5 separate regions of the Mus musculus genome follow, and all the other regions are linked to region 3. The links are chromatin contacts, called in public Hi-C, promoter capture Hi-C and targeted proximity ligation maps. All regions are on one chromosome and are shown on one strand. The core of a region is the stretch at or near the end of the contact, and the rest is flanking DNA. Distances in the headings are between cores, read along the strand shown.

Region 1 (2,784 bases), core at 218-2,717, 1.2 Mb before region 3:
GCAGCTTCAGTAATGGAAGAGTCCTTCTGGTCAATTTGCTCTTGGATATACACCTTCCTCCAATGAGTCTCCTGTGGCTGATTCAAGACAGCAATGGTCATGTCCACCTTAGAAGAAACAACTACACAATAGCCTAGAAGATCTAATTTGGTTTAAATCTAAAAGCTAGAAGAGAGTTTCCTAACAGTCTTGAGAGTTTGGGGGGTAAAGGGGCTCAAAGAGGGGTTAAAGAAGTGTAAACAGGATTTCTTTAGGTAGGCTACGAATAATTTTTACCTCATAACCTTTGGCATAATTGCTCAGGAAGTAAAGATAGCTGAAAGGCTTGGCAGGGTGTAGAGATAGAGGGAAGTTCAGGGTAGGCCGAAGGAATAAAGAAAACATTTGCTGAATGAACGAAACAATGGTGAGGAAAAATCAAGTCACTGGGGTGACACTACCTCCATCTATAGGATTTGTTAGAAAACAGTATTTAGTTGTGGCAAATTGTATTTTCACAATATGTCAAGTATGAATAAAAGCATTTCCCAACAACTTCCTTTTGTAAAGTAACTTTGAATCACGGTCCTAGAAGTCTAAAGTTTACAAAAGGTGGGTCATGGCTCAGAATAGTCTGAGGTCGCGCGAAAATGAGACAGAGACTCACTATGTAGTTCAGGAAGGTATTGAACACCTGATCCTCCTCTCCTGGTCTCCAGTACTGGGATTACCAGCGTGCCACCCGGAGCCTGACTTAGTAAGGTCTTACTTTAGCTTTTTGTTTGTTTGTTTTGTTTTGTTTTTTTGTTTTTCGAGACAGGGTTTCTCTGTGTATCCCTGGCTGTCCAGGAACTCACTTTGTAGACCAGGCTGGCCTCGAACTCAGAAATCCTCCTGCCTCTGCCTCCCAAGTGCTGGGATTAAAGGCGTGCGCCACCACGACCGGCGTTACTTTAGCTTTTAGTAAGCCTTGGTCAGATCAGAGATTAGGGGTGATGGTGATGATAATGAAGTCACGATGGTCTGTCCTTGTGAAGTCAAAGTCGAAGCGTTCGCGTCATCATGTTAATTCTTTCATACCACCACCTGTAGTCCTGGCCAGCGAGGAACACCAGAGCCCAGCACGCGGGCCGGGTGGGGGCTCCCGGCGGGAACCGGGTGGCCAAAGCCCGGCCCTGGTCCCCGGGTTAGGCGCCGGGCAGGGTCTTCCGAGAGCCCTCCTCATTTTTTTCCCTTTGCAAGGCCTAATGGGAGTTGTAGTTCAGCGGTAGGAAGACCCACTCGGCCCAGTCCTGTCCTCCGTTTCCTCTACGCCCCGGATGAGGGCGAACACCCGGGTCAGAGGGGCCGGGCCCAAGAAAACGCCGAACTACAATTCCCGATGGACCCGACATTCCAGTACGCAGTCACAGGTACCCGCGGCACGATCCCCGCTCCGGCGCACGCGCACCGAACGGTGGCGGGACTCGGCCGCGTGCGCTTTCCCGCCCTCGTCACGCCCTGCGCCATCGGCAGGGCTGTCTCCTGAGCTGTAGGCTTTCTCCGCGCGCCCCTCCTTCTCGGTTTCTCCCCAAGTCCAGGCTCCGCCTGTTTCCCTCCTCCAGGGCAGCCTCAACCCGCTCCTGTCTTCTCTGCCTCTGCTACTTCTGCTGAAGGAGGAGGCTCCATGTTGTCCCCTCAGCGAACTGCAGCGGTGGCATCGAGAGGAGCAGGTGAGGCGTCCAATTTTCCCGGGACCCGGTCCGTGGTTACCCACGCTGCCTCCCAGTGCTTCGGCTCCGAGGTGACAAGCCGTCCCTGCCGCCGCCTTTTTTGGTGTGGCGACGGGAGGCCGCACCGCCGGGTGTCTCGGCTCGGAATTCAGGGCCGGGGCTCCTGGAGCGGGGAACGTTCCCAGTCTCCGCCGGGAGCCCGCGGCCTCCTGCGGCCTGGTGTTCTGGCCCGTCGAGCTCCGCCCTGTGCTGGGCAGGGCGTGCCGGGCGGTGGCGCGCTCCGGGTCGGGAAGCGAGGTTGGCGGTCCGTCTTAACGGGCCGGGATCGGCGGAAGGCTTTATTGTTGAGCCTTAAAGTGCTGGAATGCTGCGGTGCAGCCTTGGAGTTGAAAGGTTTTATTTTAAACGAAAAGACCTTGAGATACTGACAAGTATTAGTAAAGTTCGTTTTCCACCCGCGCTTATCTCCATGTTTGGTGATAAAAGAATTGGCCTAAATTTGGTTGTTTTGTTTTGCAAGTTTTTTGTTTTGTTTTTTTTTTTTTTAAAGTAAGTTTGGTTCCTTTGGCTTTGCCGGAGACATAAAATGAGGTGGTAAAAGTACTAAATGAAAACCAAATAGTCCCTCCGTAAATTCATGGATGCAGTTTCGCCTGTCATTTTACCTGGCACTGTGCTTGTTTAATGGGTATGGCCCTGAAATGATTGCAAGTTTCAGTTGCGAAATCTAAAGGAAAAAAAAAAGAAGAGTCAACAGTAGTGTTTGAAGAATTTTTTAGCAAACCCCAGTCTTCAAATTTGAGTACGAAGTGGAATGTTTTGCAAAAGGTGAAGAAAAAAAAAAAAAAAAAAAAAAAAACCCCTAGCAGTCTAAAACGTCATGGTTCTCAGTTTTGTTTTGGAGAAGTGGAGTTAAGTAAAACCTACGTTAAGGATTTGTACTCTATGTCAGTATTCAGCTTACATACAAACTGCAACATCAAATGAGGGCTGTTTTGCTTCCTACGAAAACCAGCTTGTATTCTAGAAATTCCTGTGCAGCTTTTACATGCGTGAGGGGATGTATGGGTGAAAAACATTTTCACCTAGTGAA
Region 2 (2,776 bases), core at 45-2,544, 1.2 Mb before region 3:
GCTTCTTTTTCTTTTTTCATTTGTGCAATGGTAATATACTGTTTTAAACATCTAACCTTTTATGTTCATGGATTTGATTTCAAACACGAATAAAGTAATCTCTGAATATTGAAAAGGAAATCAAAAGAAATTACATATTTCATGTTCCTCAATCAAAATGCCAGGGAGTGTATTTTTTTAACTCCTTCAATTACAAAAATGTTTTGAGATTTATTTTATGAGTGTAACAGAGCTTCAGACTTAGTGGGCCCCAAGACTTTAGCACAACTGACTCCATGATGGAAGTATCATTCAGGCAGACAGCACCACCTGCCAAAGCTAAAACAGAGGCCAGGTGTACTAATCTTATTTTTGGCTTCTGTGAGCCTGCTTTTGGCTAACTGTTCTTGTTAACTGAAGAATGCCAACCCAGAACATGGTTTTTGTGTTTAAAAGCTCACTCTGAGAAAAGCTAAGTGCTACACTGAACACCCACTGTAGTTGACAGCCAGGCTAATAAAGACTTTCTATTGGCTGAAACCCCTGTGCAAGCTGTCTTCTCTATGTGTGTTTTGTCAGTATGTGTGCACATGTACCAGGTCTGTACCTCATGAGTAACAATGTCAAAAGAAGGTATTGGATCCCCTGGAACTGAGTTAATCATGGTTGTGAGCCACCATGTGGATCCTGGGAACCATCCGGGGCCCTTTGCAAGAGCAGCAAGTGCTCTCAACCCCTGAGCCAGCTCCTCAACCCCACATTACTGTTGTTGTCATTATTTTTATTTTTATTATTATATTTTGGATTTTTGAGGCAAGGTCTCTTTGCATAGCTCTGGCACCCTTGGAACTCACTATGTGGAGCTAGCCTCACAGAGATGGGCCTGCCTCTGCCTCCTGAGTGCAGGAAACAAAGGCATAAACAACTACATCTGGCTATTATTATCATCATCATCATCATTATTTATTATTATTATTTTGGAGAGAAGATCTCAAACAGTAGCTCAGGCTAACTTTAAACTTATGGCAATCCTCCTGCTTCAGCTTGTCAAATGCTAGGATTTCAGGCATGTATTACTCTTAAAAAATAGCCTTTTGGTATGATTCATGTACAAAGATTAAATGTAATTCGACATAACATGTTCTTCCATGAGGAGTGTGTATAGGCTGTCAAGGGCTGGGGAATCTGGGGCAGAGGAGCAGAGAGGCGGGAACGCAGCGGGAGGGAGGCATCTAAGTGACTACTGAGTAGTGGCATGCCCTTGGCGACGCTCTCATTAGCCAGTTACAGGAGGAGGGGCGGGGTGATCTGGCTCAGCCTGGACTCTGCGGCCATTAAACCAGTCCCCATTGCGCTGGCCTCCACTTGCCTACTTGGGGCGCGAGGAGGTTGGAGAGTTTTTTTCTGGGACCCAAGCAAAGGTGAGAAGCCCGGGTGCCTCTGCGGGTCCCCGAGGGCTGTCTGGGAGGCGGAGAGTGTTTCGGCTGCGTAAACAAGCCAGGCGAGAGCTGCCACCTGTCTGCCATCCGCCGTACGCGGAGAAAAGGAGCCAGGGGCGCACGAATGCCTGCCTGGCCAGGAACCCTGCTGGTGACCAAGGATCCCGTGAGCCGCTTCTGCCCTACAGAGAGGGATTTGTCTATTCAAGGGCAAGCTCAGGTCAGAGCGGAGGAGAGCGAGAAAGTTGGAGAAGTTTGGTGGAAGTTTCTGGAGGGCTCTGCTAAAAGCTACCCTGCTCCTGGAGACTTGCTAGAGACTTAATGAGCTTTGCTCCCCTCTGTGTCTTAGGCATCCACGCTGCTGCTAAGCTGAAATTGAAGCTCACACATCCTGGAAAATGCTAGCACCCATAGTAAGTACAGCGTGAGAAGCCAAGGGTGGGCCAGGGATGGGTGTAGTGTTTTAATGGTGACTCTTGTTTTCTCCGGGTCTGACTCGCTGTTTTGAAGAGAGGAGCTTTGTAGTGAGGAAGCTACATTTGAACCCTTGGGGGATCAGGTATGAGCTGTGGGTCAGCTGCCACCTGTTGAGCCTCAGCAGTTGGCTGCCACCCTGCTTGAAACATGCTCAATAGAAAGCAGTAGAGGGGGGGAAGTTGGGGGCTGGGTCTTCTTACCAAACCCGGACCCTGGGCAGGTTCCTGGGTCGAATGTCTGAAGTTGATTCTGCTTATTTTTGTCTTGTCAGCTGACCCATGGCCATCCCTGCTGCCAGCAAACACTCAGCTCTGGCTTTTCCTTCATTTCTTCCCTCCATCCCCCCTTCTCTTTTCTTTCTGATTTTTGTTTTGCTTTTGTTTTTGAGACAAGGCTTCAGGTAGCCCAGACTGGCCTCAAACTTCCTATTTAGCGAGGACAGTTTCTTCCTTCTGGTTTCTCTGCCCCCACCTCTTGAGTGCTGGAATTATAGGTGTGAGGCCCCATACCCAGTTTTGTGAAGCCCTCCTGCATGGTAGGCAAGCACTCTACCGACTGAGCCACATCCCAGCCCCCGGCATCTTTGTTAACCCATGATGTCTTGAGATTGGAACAGGGCAAATGTCTTCTTCATTTTAACAAGACTGTTGATTTGGTTCAGGTTTTTGCAGACAACCCTCTTGGGATTGTGCTCCAGCTGAGTACTGGTGTGGGATTATAATCAAGTTCAAGTTTATTCGGTTCCCAAGTGAAAACAACACTTAAAACCTAACAGTTCTCATAGCAGCAGAGTCACTCCAGGCTGCACTTTCTGTTTCTGGTACTGTGAGGCCAGGCTGTTTTGCTTTCTGTTTGAACCCGGGAAAACCCAAGAGCACAGA
Region 3 (2,734 bases), core at 181-2,680:
GACTCCTGAATGTCCTTCTTGATCATCAGGATGAGCCCCAAGAACCTCAAGAGCCCAACCAAGTACCCTCAGAAGACACAGAGACAGATGAACTTTGGGCCTCTTTGGAGGCAGCTGCCAAGCGGAAGCTCCCAGATTTGGACCAGACACAAGGTGCTCTCCAAAGAAGGAAGAAAAAGAAGCGGCCTGGATCCACCAGTCCTTGAAGCCCCTTGCTCATGTTGTTAATAAATAGCCCAACGCGCGTACTGATCCTGGACCTTTTGTGATGGGAGAAACGCCTTGTAGGTGGGAGGGGTTCCCTCACCTAGCTGCGGGAGACCTGACATCACAAAAGCTAGGCCCAGAGCTAGGCTGGCTGGGGAGGGTGACAGAGTCCTGCGCCTTTCGGGGCCATGGGCTGCTGTCAGGACAAGAACCGTTGGGCCTCGGATGAGCAAGCAAGGGATGAAGTAACAGAGGATGGCAGGGAAGGTAGGACTAGATACAAAAAACGGGTCTCAGGTCCTGGAATGGGAGCCGGAGGTGCCCCAAAGGGACTGCCCCAGAGGTGGGGCTGGAGAGAACAGAAGTGAATTAAGTGGACCCTGTGGTGCTTGTAGGCAACGAAGTGGACAACTCAGGCCGCCGTAAACAAAGATCTAACGAAAGTCTCCTGATCACCGTGCTGTGGCGCAGGCTATCCATGTTCAGCCGTCGGGAGTCCTCGCGGTCAGGCAAGCAGGACAATCAGATGCAGGAACGCAAACATGAGGGAAGCCACAAGGAACCAGAAAAAGGCTGACTACAACCCTGGTCTTAGTCCTCCCCAACACCAGAGAATAAAGTTAATATTGCGAATCTGCTGAAAACACTTAGGCCTAGGCTTCCAGCTTTAAAGGCTCTGAGACCACACACAGGCTCTTTAAGGCGCCTCTAACCCAGCAGGTCCAGATTTGTTCTCGCACTTCAGGGGCGGGGCCGCGGTGGCAGTCTAACCAATAGGAGAGCGGAGTCGAGTTTGCATGGTAGGGGTGTGTTCTTTCTGTCTCTGGGCTAAAAAAAAGGCGTGGCGCAGCAGCCACGTCACCGAGTTAGGAGTACGTCTAGGTGACGTGGCGGCTCCTGTTCTTTGGTCCGGCTTCCACTGCTTACAAGTCCTTCGAGGAGGCGGCAACGATCTGGGAAGAGTGGCGGTGGTGGTGGCGGTAGGAAACAGAAGAGGTAGGGTTTCGCTTCAGTAGGAGTCCAGCCTCTGTCGTTCGGCTCAGCTCCGGGCAGCGGCTTGACGGGGGAGGGGGGAAGGGAGCCAGGAGTAAGTCCTGCTGGCGGCTCCGCGTAAGCGAATACCTCGCTGTCCAATCAGGAAAGGTCTTGTTAAGGAAAAACTTGGCCCCATCCAATCAGTGGCTGCAGTCTTCCAACAGGCGGAACTTTGACGGAGGTGGGACTTCCTGTTTCAAATAAACACTTTTAAGAGGGTTTTTTCGCCTCCCCCTCCGCCCTCCGAAGTGTGTCCACCTCTGGAGATCGGTTGCTGTTTTCTGTGAGAGGGGGAAGGAAATCACGTATACCAAAGGCAGGATTGAGACCTGGGCTAACTGCAAAGGTCTGCCTGGAAGTTCAGGGCCGCAGGACCAGGCTGTGGCTGTTTTCTCGACTTTAGGGGCCCCGGCCGGAGCTCTGGCAGTCAGAGCCAAGTCGGAAGGAGACTCTGAGGAGGCTTCGCCTTGGGCCTGGAGGAAGCTGACCGTTCTCGCCGTGTCCAGGGTGCAGGATCTGCGGGTGGCCGTGGGCTCCAAAGTCTGTCAAATACGGGAAAGGGCCTGGGGATTTGCTAGTTGAGGGGAGCGTTTGGGGAAAGAGGCTGTCTGGAGAATGACATTCTCCTCTCCACAACAGTCTGAGGTTATGCGACTCGATGATCCCGCGGAAACGCTACGGATCTAAGAACACGGATCAGGGTGTCTACCTGGGTCTCTCAAAGACACAGGTTCTGTCCCCTGCAACTGCTATCAGTAGCAGCAGTGACAGCACTCCTTTGCCCACTCCGGTGGCCCTGGTCCCCTCCCCTCCCGACACCATGTCCTGCCGGGATCGGACCCAGGAGTTCCAGTCTGCCTGCAAGTCCCTGCAGAGCCGTCAGGTAAGAAGCTGGAGTGGAAAGGCAGGCGTGAGCCCATTTAGTTAATGCTTAGGTTTGTTTGGTAGTTGTCTAAACTTAATTTACAACTCTTAGATAGACTAATCTTATCAGTAGGAGAGGAGGAATTGTCTTCAGTAATTTCAAGAATACTTTAAGTAAGTTGCCCTAAATACCACAAAGGATGAGTCAGGATTTAAACCTACATCTAATTTTTTTCTTATCTACAAACCACTGATAAATGTAGATTGTCTGATGTCAACAGCGCTAGAGTGTTTAGTGGGTTATGTGAGGGAGCAGTGAAAAGCTGAGGTAAGTAGTGACAGGAACTAAAGTAGCAACTTTTTGATACAATTCAGAATGGAATCCAAACAAGCAAACCGGCTCTGCACGCAGCCCGACAGTGCAGTGAATTTACCCTCATGGCCAGGTGAGTTGAGAGGGGCGTTGTGGTGGGGTGATACAGTGTCTTAAGTATATCTGCCTGTGATGGTTTGGCTGAGTGGAATTGGTTGTGTTGGAGGTTATGGTAACAGCCTCTTTCCTGCCCTTTACCACAACCTTCTCACTGATGATCATTTGCAGGCGCATTGGGAAAGATCTCAGCAATAC
Region 4 (2,700 bases), core at 169-2,668, 1.8 Mb before region 3:
CCTGAGAAAATTGTCCTCTGACCACCACACTCACATGCCTGTTACCAAACACACACACTAAGTACATGTTTAAAAGTTTTTCTTTTTTCTTCTTTTTATAAAGGGCCTTTAATCCTAACATTCGGGACGCAGAGTCAGACAGATCTCTAGGAGTTTGAGGCCAGTCTGGTCTACACACCAAGTTCCTGGCCAGCCAAGACTATATAGTAAGTCAACCTCTGTCTCTGTGTGCCCCCCCCCTTCCTTCCCTCCCTCCATCCCTCCCTTCCTCTCTCCCTCCCTCTCTCTTTCTCTAAAAATTAAGTCCAAAAACAGGAGAGGGGATAGGTTCAAGAATTCCCAGAAAGATCAAACAGAAGGGCGGGATCGGGGTGAGCATACATAGAGTGGAAACAGAAGTGGAAAAGATCAACCCAGGTCCCCAAGGGACCATGGCTCTTTCAAAAGATGAGATGAAATGGAGTTTAGTACAATCACAAAAGTGCTGGGGCTTTGGGGAAAGGGTTGGAAAAGCTGCCAAGCGGCAAAAGAGGCATTTTAAGAATGTGGGAAATGACATAGCATTCGGTCGCTTGAAAATGGTGGGGACTTGTCCCTGGACGTGGCATAGATGTGAGAGGGCAGCTCAAGAAATGTCCCAGGACGGAGAAGCAGAGACAGGGTCTTACAAAAAACATGACAAGAAGAAACGTCAAGGAGGACAGCCCGAGACCCCGCGTGGAACCCAAAGAGACGCGATAGGCTGGACCCAGGAAAGGTAAAACCGGTCACCTTGATCGGGGCCATGGTCACCGCGGAGCTGCTGAAGCTGCGGGCTCCGCCACACTCCCAACCTGCTTCTTTCCGGCCTGCTCTGCCTGCCAAGCACGTCGATGCACGGAGCACAGAACTGGCTTTGCAGCCCAGGACTCGAAGCCCCAGCTGTAGCATACCCGCCCCGCTGCCGCAGCCCACCCGCAGATGGCTCTGCCCACAGGAGGTGGATGCAGGGACAGCTCCGCCCACGCCGCACGTCCCACGTCGCAGCCACAGCGCCGGCTTAGAGGGGCAGGGCCGTGACGCACTACGACGCGGCGGGGCTCTCAGGGCTCGCACACCTTCTTCAATCGCAGAAAGAGGTGCCTGGTTTACCGACGTGACAGTTCGTGACCCATAGCCGCAAACAGAGGTCGGGGATGATCTGGCTGAGCCTCAAATGTGTTCGTTTTACCTGCGCCGTAACGCAGCCGGTTTACACGTGACTTGCATAGTGTGTACTCTCTTCAGCGAGCGGGATTCGGCGTAAGCCTTTGCAGTCTCCCCGAGAAACGCTTCCGGTACCAGGACGTGACCCAACACAGTCCTTCCGATCTCGGCTGCCGCCAAGCCCCCCAAAAGGTCCCCTAAGTCGGCCACTTCCGGTCCGGCGAAGAGTTCAACGGCTTCAAAGCGGAAGTGGTAGAAAGGAGAAGTGTGGACTCCTTCCGGTTCCGGCCTCACGCGCTCCGCTGTGACAACATGAAACTGCTCACCCACAATCTCCTAAGCTCCCATGTGCGGGGCGTGGGCACGCGTGGCTTCCCGCTGCGCCTGCAGGTAACTGCACAAGGGTTCATCGCCCATATAGTTCAGGGTGGAGCCTCCGGGACCCGGACCTACCTCGCTAAACCTTTTTACCGCCCCCCCCCCCCCGCAGGCCACTGAGGTCCGCATCAACCCCGTGGAGTTCAACCCGGAGTTCGTGGCGCGGATGATCCCCAAAGTGGAGTGGGCGGCGCTTGTGCAGGCAGCGGACACCGTAAGGACCCCGCCCCTTCTGTCGCCCCTTGGGGGCGGGCTCAGGCTCTGAGCCTCTTCCCTGCCCGGACGGCCTCGGTGTTCGTGTGCCCACTGACCACGTACGCTTCCTTTCCACAGTTAAACTTGGCCGAGGTACCCAAAGAGCCGACTGAAGGCTATGAGCACGACGAGACATTTTTGAGGAAGATGCACCACGTGTTGCTTGAGGTGAGAATCCTTGGGCATCGCCTGCCCAGACCTCCCACTGAGGCTACCGGTGCTTAGCTTTGTCCTGCTCCCCTGCAGGTTGATGTACTGGAGGGCACCCTGCAATGCCCAGAATCTGGTCGTCTTTTCCCCATCAGCCGCGGGATCCCCAATATGCTGTTGAATGATGAGGAGACTGAGACGTAACCTTGCTAGCCGCCACTTTGGTATTTTGTTGACTGTGTGTTTCTGTTGTACGGTCTGTTAAATAGACGTGTCATGTGTGACCCCCAAACTCCCCCCAGTGACTCACCGACCACCGTGTACTTGAGCTCCATAGTATATTTTTTTTCTCATTAAAGGTTCAAAACCAAAAGCGGTTTCTCTTTGCAGCAAATATACATTAAAATAGAGTCTCTGTACAGCCAAGGGCTCTGGGCCCTGGCTTGCCCCATGGCCCTGCGCCTCCCTGGCCAAACCCAAAAATAAATATAGTGTTATTGCTCTGCAGGGCATAGAGGCAGTGCTGTCCCCCACCCCTTGAGGTGGGAGCTGATAGGGGGCCCTGGCCACCCCTGGGGTCCAGGGGCTGGAGCCTGCTTGGAGTTATTGCTTCAAGGGGGGGCAATAATGCCCAATGCGGATGAGGAGAGGAGCGAAGGGACGGGGCCTTTGCTTTCCAAGCCCCCCTCTGCTCCGGAGAGGAGATCGGATTAAGCAGCAGCAAAAGCATCA
Region 5 (2,748 bases), core at 119-2,618, 1.5 Mb before region 3:
GCTTAAAGGCACCTAGTGGGCTATTTACATCCATTTTCTCATTTAATCTTCATCACTATCCTAAGAGGAGGTCACGTGCATCGCACAAATAGGAATAAAACCAAGCCAGGCCTCATCACCTGCAGGGTCATGCCACTAGCCGTTAAAGATGGGGCTGCCACTGAGGCACATCTAGTTTCAAAGTCAGGACTCGCTAAAAGTGTTGCAAATTCCACACGAACCCTATGATCAGAGAGTTACATTTTTAGGAGGGTGCTTTTGCCCAACCCTAGATCTGCATATCCCAGGAAAGGCCATGGAAATGCATCTTCTTGCTGTCAGACCATAACAGGTGGTTACTATACATCCAGGCTGGGACTATAACCAGCCCATCCCCCCTACTCATCTGTACACCTCCACCCCCTCTTCCATTGCAAGCCACCTGCAGTAACAAGACTAAGAACAATCCAACTTCTAAGATCCATTTTACTGCAGCCAGAAGCTGAACGGGCATGCCTGTGTGGTAAGGAAGACTACGTTTCATCTGAAGCAGGAAGAAGCTGGTAGCAGACGGTTCAAAAGTGTAGGGGAACTGGCTGGGCAGAGACTTGAGCAGTGGGAAGCAGATTCCATCGAGACTCCGGAGTCACCGGATGGGGTCCAGCGCCCAAGCCATATCAATGTGACCTTGGCCATACGCCTTCTTGCCTCCCTGCCTCAGTTCCCTACAAGTTCGGGTAGCAGGAAACCGCTAGGACCGTGACAGCCAGATGATGGGTGTCTTCAAGGAGCAAGGGGCTAATATCAGGGACGCAGCAGGGGCTCGGGAGTGGGGAGGCCTTCTAGGGGGTCAGAGAGGCAGGAAGGGGCACGAAGAGAACGGAGTGGGGGGCGGGGGGGAGAAGAGGGCTCCCAGAGAATTTCTGGGCTAGGCTCAACGCCGGGACCTTTACAACGAGGCGTGGGGAACTCTTGTCAAGTGGGGGCCGGGGGTCACGTGAGACTGTAAGGGGTCAGGGTCACGTGAGGGGGTTCACGAAACAATGAGGACGCAGAGGGTGAACGGCAGCTGTGGACTTCCCATTACTTCTCCAGCCTCACTTACCCCCATGGTGGCGGCGGCGGCGACGGCGGCGGCCCTCGGCTCCCCTCTCGCACTTGCCCGTAGGGAGGTGGCAACGGCGGAACCCGAGCGACAGCGAAGCGGCCGGCCGCGCACTACGCATGCGTCTCACAAATCCCCCGCGCGTCCTAGAGGGCCCCGCGCCGGCGCAGAACCGGACCAGAGTGGGCGGCGAGCGCGAAGGCGCGCAGGTGGAACGGTTGCCGTGCGCGCGGAAGGCCTGAGAACAGAAAGGCGGGAGGCGCGGCAGAGCGTCGCGCTAGGAATGACGCGCACGCGCCGGCCCCGCCCCCTCGACGGTCCGCGTCTGTAACTATGGCAACGACCACGCGGAGCGGAAGGGCGCGCGCCGGCCTGGAGCAAGCTAGCCTCGGAGCCACTTGGTGGGCGGTGGTGCGGGCTGCCTTCGCTGAGGCGCGCAGGCACAGCCAAAAGTCTGGAAGCATTCTGACTTCTAGAAGCTGACCCTTGGCATGCCTTTTCTAACAAGTCCTGTTATACCCATTCATCCTTCTCAACATTCGTTCACACGGCATTAACATGCACATACATTGTGCTGAACCCAGAGGATACAGAAGTTTGTGTCCTAAAGGAGCTTGTAACTCCTGTGTAACTAAAGACCTCAGGTGTTCTGGGTCCTATTTTTTTCAGTTTGAGCAGACATCTGGGTAGTGTGACCTCCACATGACCTGCATGGGAATCACCTAGGGAGATAGAGCAGTTTGCAAACCCTTGGGACTAACCCTGAAATCTGGGGTGGAGGCGGGAATCAAAATCTTAGCTTTCTTGGTTTTTTTTTGTTTGGTTGGTTGGTTTTTGTTGTTGTTGTTGTTTTTGTTTTGCTTGGTTTGGCTTAGGTTGGCCTCCTTGACCCTGCCAGCCCTGTACTGAGGGTCAAATTCATGGTTTCACACATGATAGAGTTCTGTCATTGAGCTACAACCCCTACTCCAGAGTCTCTATTAGCGCGGGCACACACACACACAAAATTAGAACGCCCTGGCTCCAGTCTTAAATTTAAAATTTTCAGATTTTAATCATTATCCTACGTTTATTGCTCAGAGAAGTTGTAGCCCTGGCAACGTGCAGCGAGTGCCTACTGCAGTGGTAGGCACTGTTTCAGGCAGCAAAGAAAACAATACCAAGCTGAGTGTGGTGGCTCCTACCTGTGATCCAAGTACTATGGAAGCAGAGGTTGGAGGACCATGGGGCTTGAGAGACAGCTCAGAGGTTAAGAGCAATGGCTACCCATCTAAAAGAACCAGGTTCCTAGGACTCATGGCAGCTTAGAACTATATATAACTCCAGGTACAAGGGATCTAACACAGTCACACAGACACAGTCAGGCGATCCCAGCATTTGGGAGGCAGAGGCAAGTGGATCTCATTAGTTTGAGGCCAGCTTGGTCTATAGACCAAGTTCCAGGACAGCCAGGGCTACGCAGAGAAATCCTAGCTTGAAAGACCTAAATAAATAAAATCTCAAAAAATTTAAAAAAGAAAAGAGAGAGAGAGAGAAGGAAAGAAATAGTATCAAACAGGAAAAAGATCTGCTGGTATTTTCTAGAAAGGAGATAATAAGCCAGTTAAATAAATAATAAAAGAATAGTATGTGCCCTGGGTACCATGAAGGAAAAGAAAGCCTGT

The links. Promoter capture Hi-C pulls out the DNA fragments that hold promoters and counts their contacts. A called contact is a pair of places that touch in the nucleus more often than the background predicts. Capture Hi-C pulls out chosen DNA fragments and counts their contacts.
Region 1: a promoter capture Hi-C map of embryonic stem cells shows a contact between it and region 3, with 2.9 times the contacts expected there. A contact is called at or near these places in 9 of 39 promoter capture datasets (the C10 cell line, the HPC-7 cell line, cranial neural crest and 6 more), 14 of 130 datasets of targeted methods (the 230-238 cell line, T-cell acute lymphoblastic leukemia, acute myeloid leukemia and 10 more) and 2 of 9 other capture datasets (liver and macrophages).
Region 2: a promoter capture Hi-C map of pancreatic islet shows a contact between it and region 3, with 3 times the contacts expected there. A contact is called at or near these places in 3 of 39 promoter capture datasets (cranial neural crest, embryonic stem cells and maxillary cranial neural crest), 2 of 130 datasets of targeted methods (differentiating embryonic stem cells and fetal liver) and 1 of 9 other capture datasets (pancreatic islet).
Region 4: a Hi-C map of B cells shows a contact between it and region 3, with 5 read pairs. A contact is called at or near these places in 1 of 39 promoter capture datasets (pre-B cells) and 1 of 484 Hi-C or Micro-C datasets (B cells).
Region 5: a contact with region 3 is called in a targeted proximity ligation map of large pre-B cells, with 4 times the contacts expected there. A contact is called at or near these places in 1 of 130 datasets of targeted methods (large pre-B cells) and 1 of 9 other capture datasets (liver).

What each region holds. Positions count from the first base shown.
Region 1 is chr19:7,492,971-7,495,754 of GRCm38.p6, forward strand. Atl3 (atlastin GTPase 3) reads left to right here and starts at 1,468. Exons shown (of 13, transcript NM_146091.4): 1 at 1,468-1,691. The coding sequence starts at 1,646. It overlaps Gm52401 (a long non-coding RNA gene), which reads right to left and starts at 824. Exons shown (of 2, transcript XR_003952920.1): 1 at 647-824; 2 at 1-77.
Region 2 is chr19:7,556,165-7,558,940 of GRCm38.p6, forward strand. It overlaps Plaat3 (phospholipase A and acyltransferase 3), which reads left to right and starts at 1,295. Exons shown (of 5, transcript NM_139269.2): 1 at 1,295-1,400; 2 at 1,768-1,831. The coding sequence starts at 1,817.
Region 3 is chr19:8,740,373-8,743,106 of GRCm38.p6, forward strand. Stx5a (syntaxin 5A) reads left to right here and starts at 1,431. Exons shown (of 10, transcript NM_019829.4): 1 at 1,431-2,125; 2 at 2,482-2,552; 3 at 2,708-2,734. The coding sequence starts at 1,901. Wdr74 (WD repeat domain 74) reads left to right here. Exons shown (of 11, transcript NM_134139.1): 11 at 30-252. The coding sequence ends at 206. 1700092M07Rik (RIKEN cDNA 1700092M07 gene) reads left to right here and starts at 346. Exons shown (of 2, transcript NM_001177347.1): 1 at 346-474; 2 at 603-853. The coding sequence starts at 396. The coding sequence ends at 784. It overlaps Mir6992 (microRNA 6992), which reads left to right and starts at 2,599; the gene lies at 2,599-2,707.
Region 4 is chr19:6,908,688-6,911,387 of GRCm38.p6, forward strand. Prdx5 (peroxiredoxin 5) reads right to left here and starts at 1,419. Exons shown (of 6, transcript NM_012021.3): 1 at 772-1,419. The coding sequence starts at 930. It overlaps Trmt112 (tRNA methyltransferase 11-2), which reads left to right and starts at 1,011. Exons shown (of 4, transcript NM_001166370.1): 1 at 1,011-1,575; 2 at 1,676-1,777; 3 at 1,897-1,986; 4 at 2,065-2,341. The coding sequence starts at 1,498. The coding sequence ends at 2,172. It overlaps Esrra (estrogen related receptor, alpha), which reads right to left. Exons shown (of 7, transcript NM_007953.2): 7 at 2,290-2,700.
Region 5 is chr19:7,239,854-7,242,601 of GRCm38.p6, forward strand. Naa40 (N(alpha)-acetyltransferase 40, NatD catalytic subunit) reads right to left here and starts at 1,369. Exons shown (of 8, transcript NM_027643.1): 1 at 1,085-1,369. The coding sequence starts at 1,090.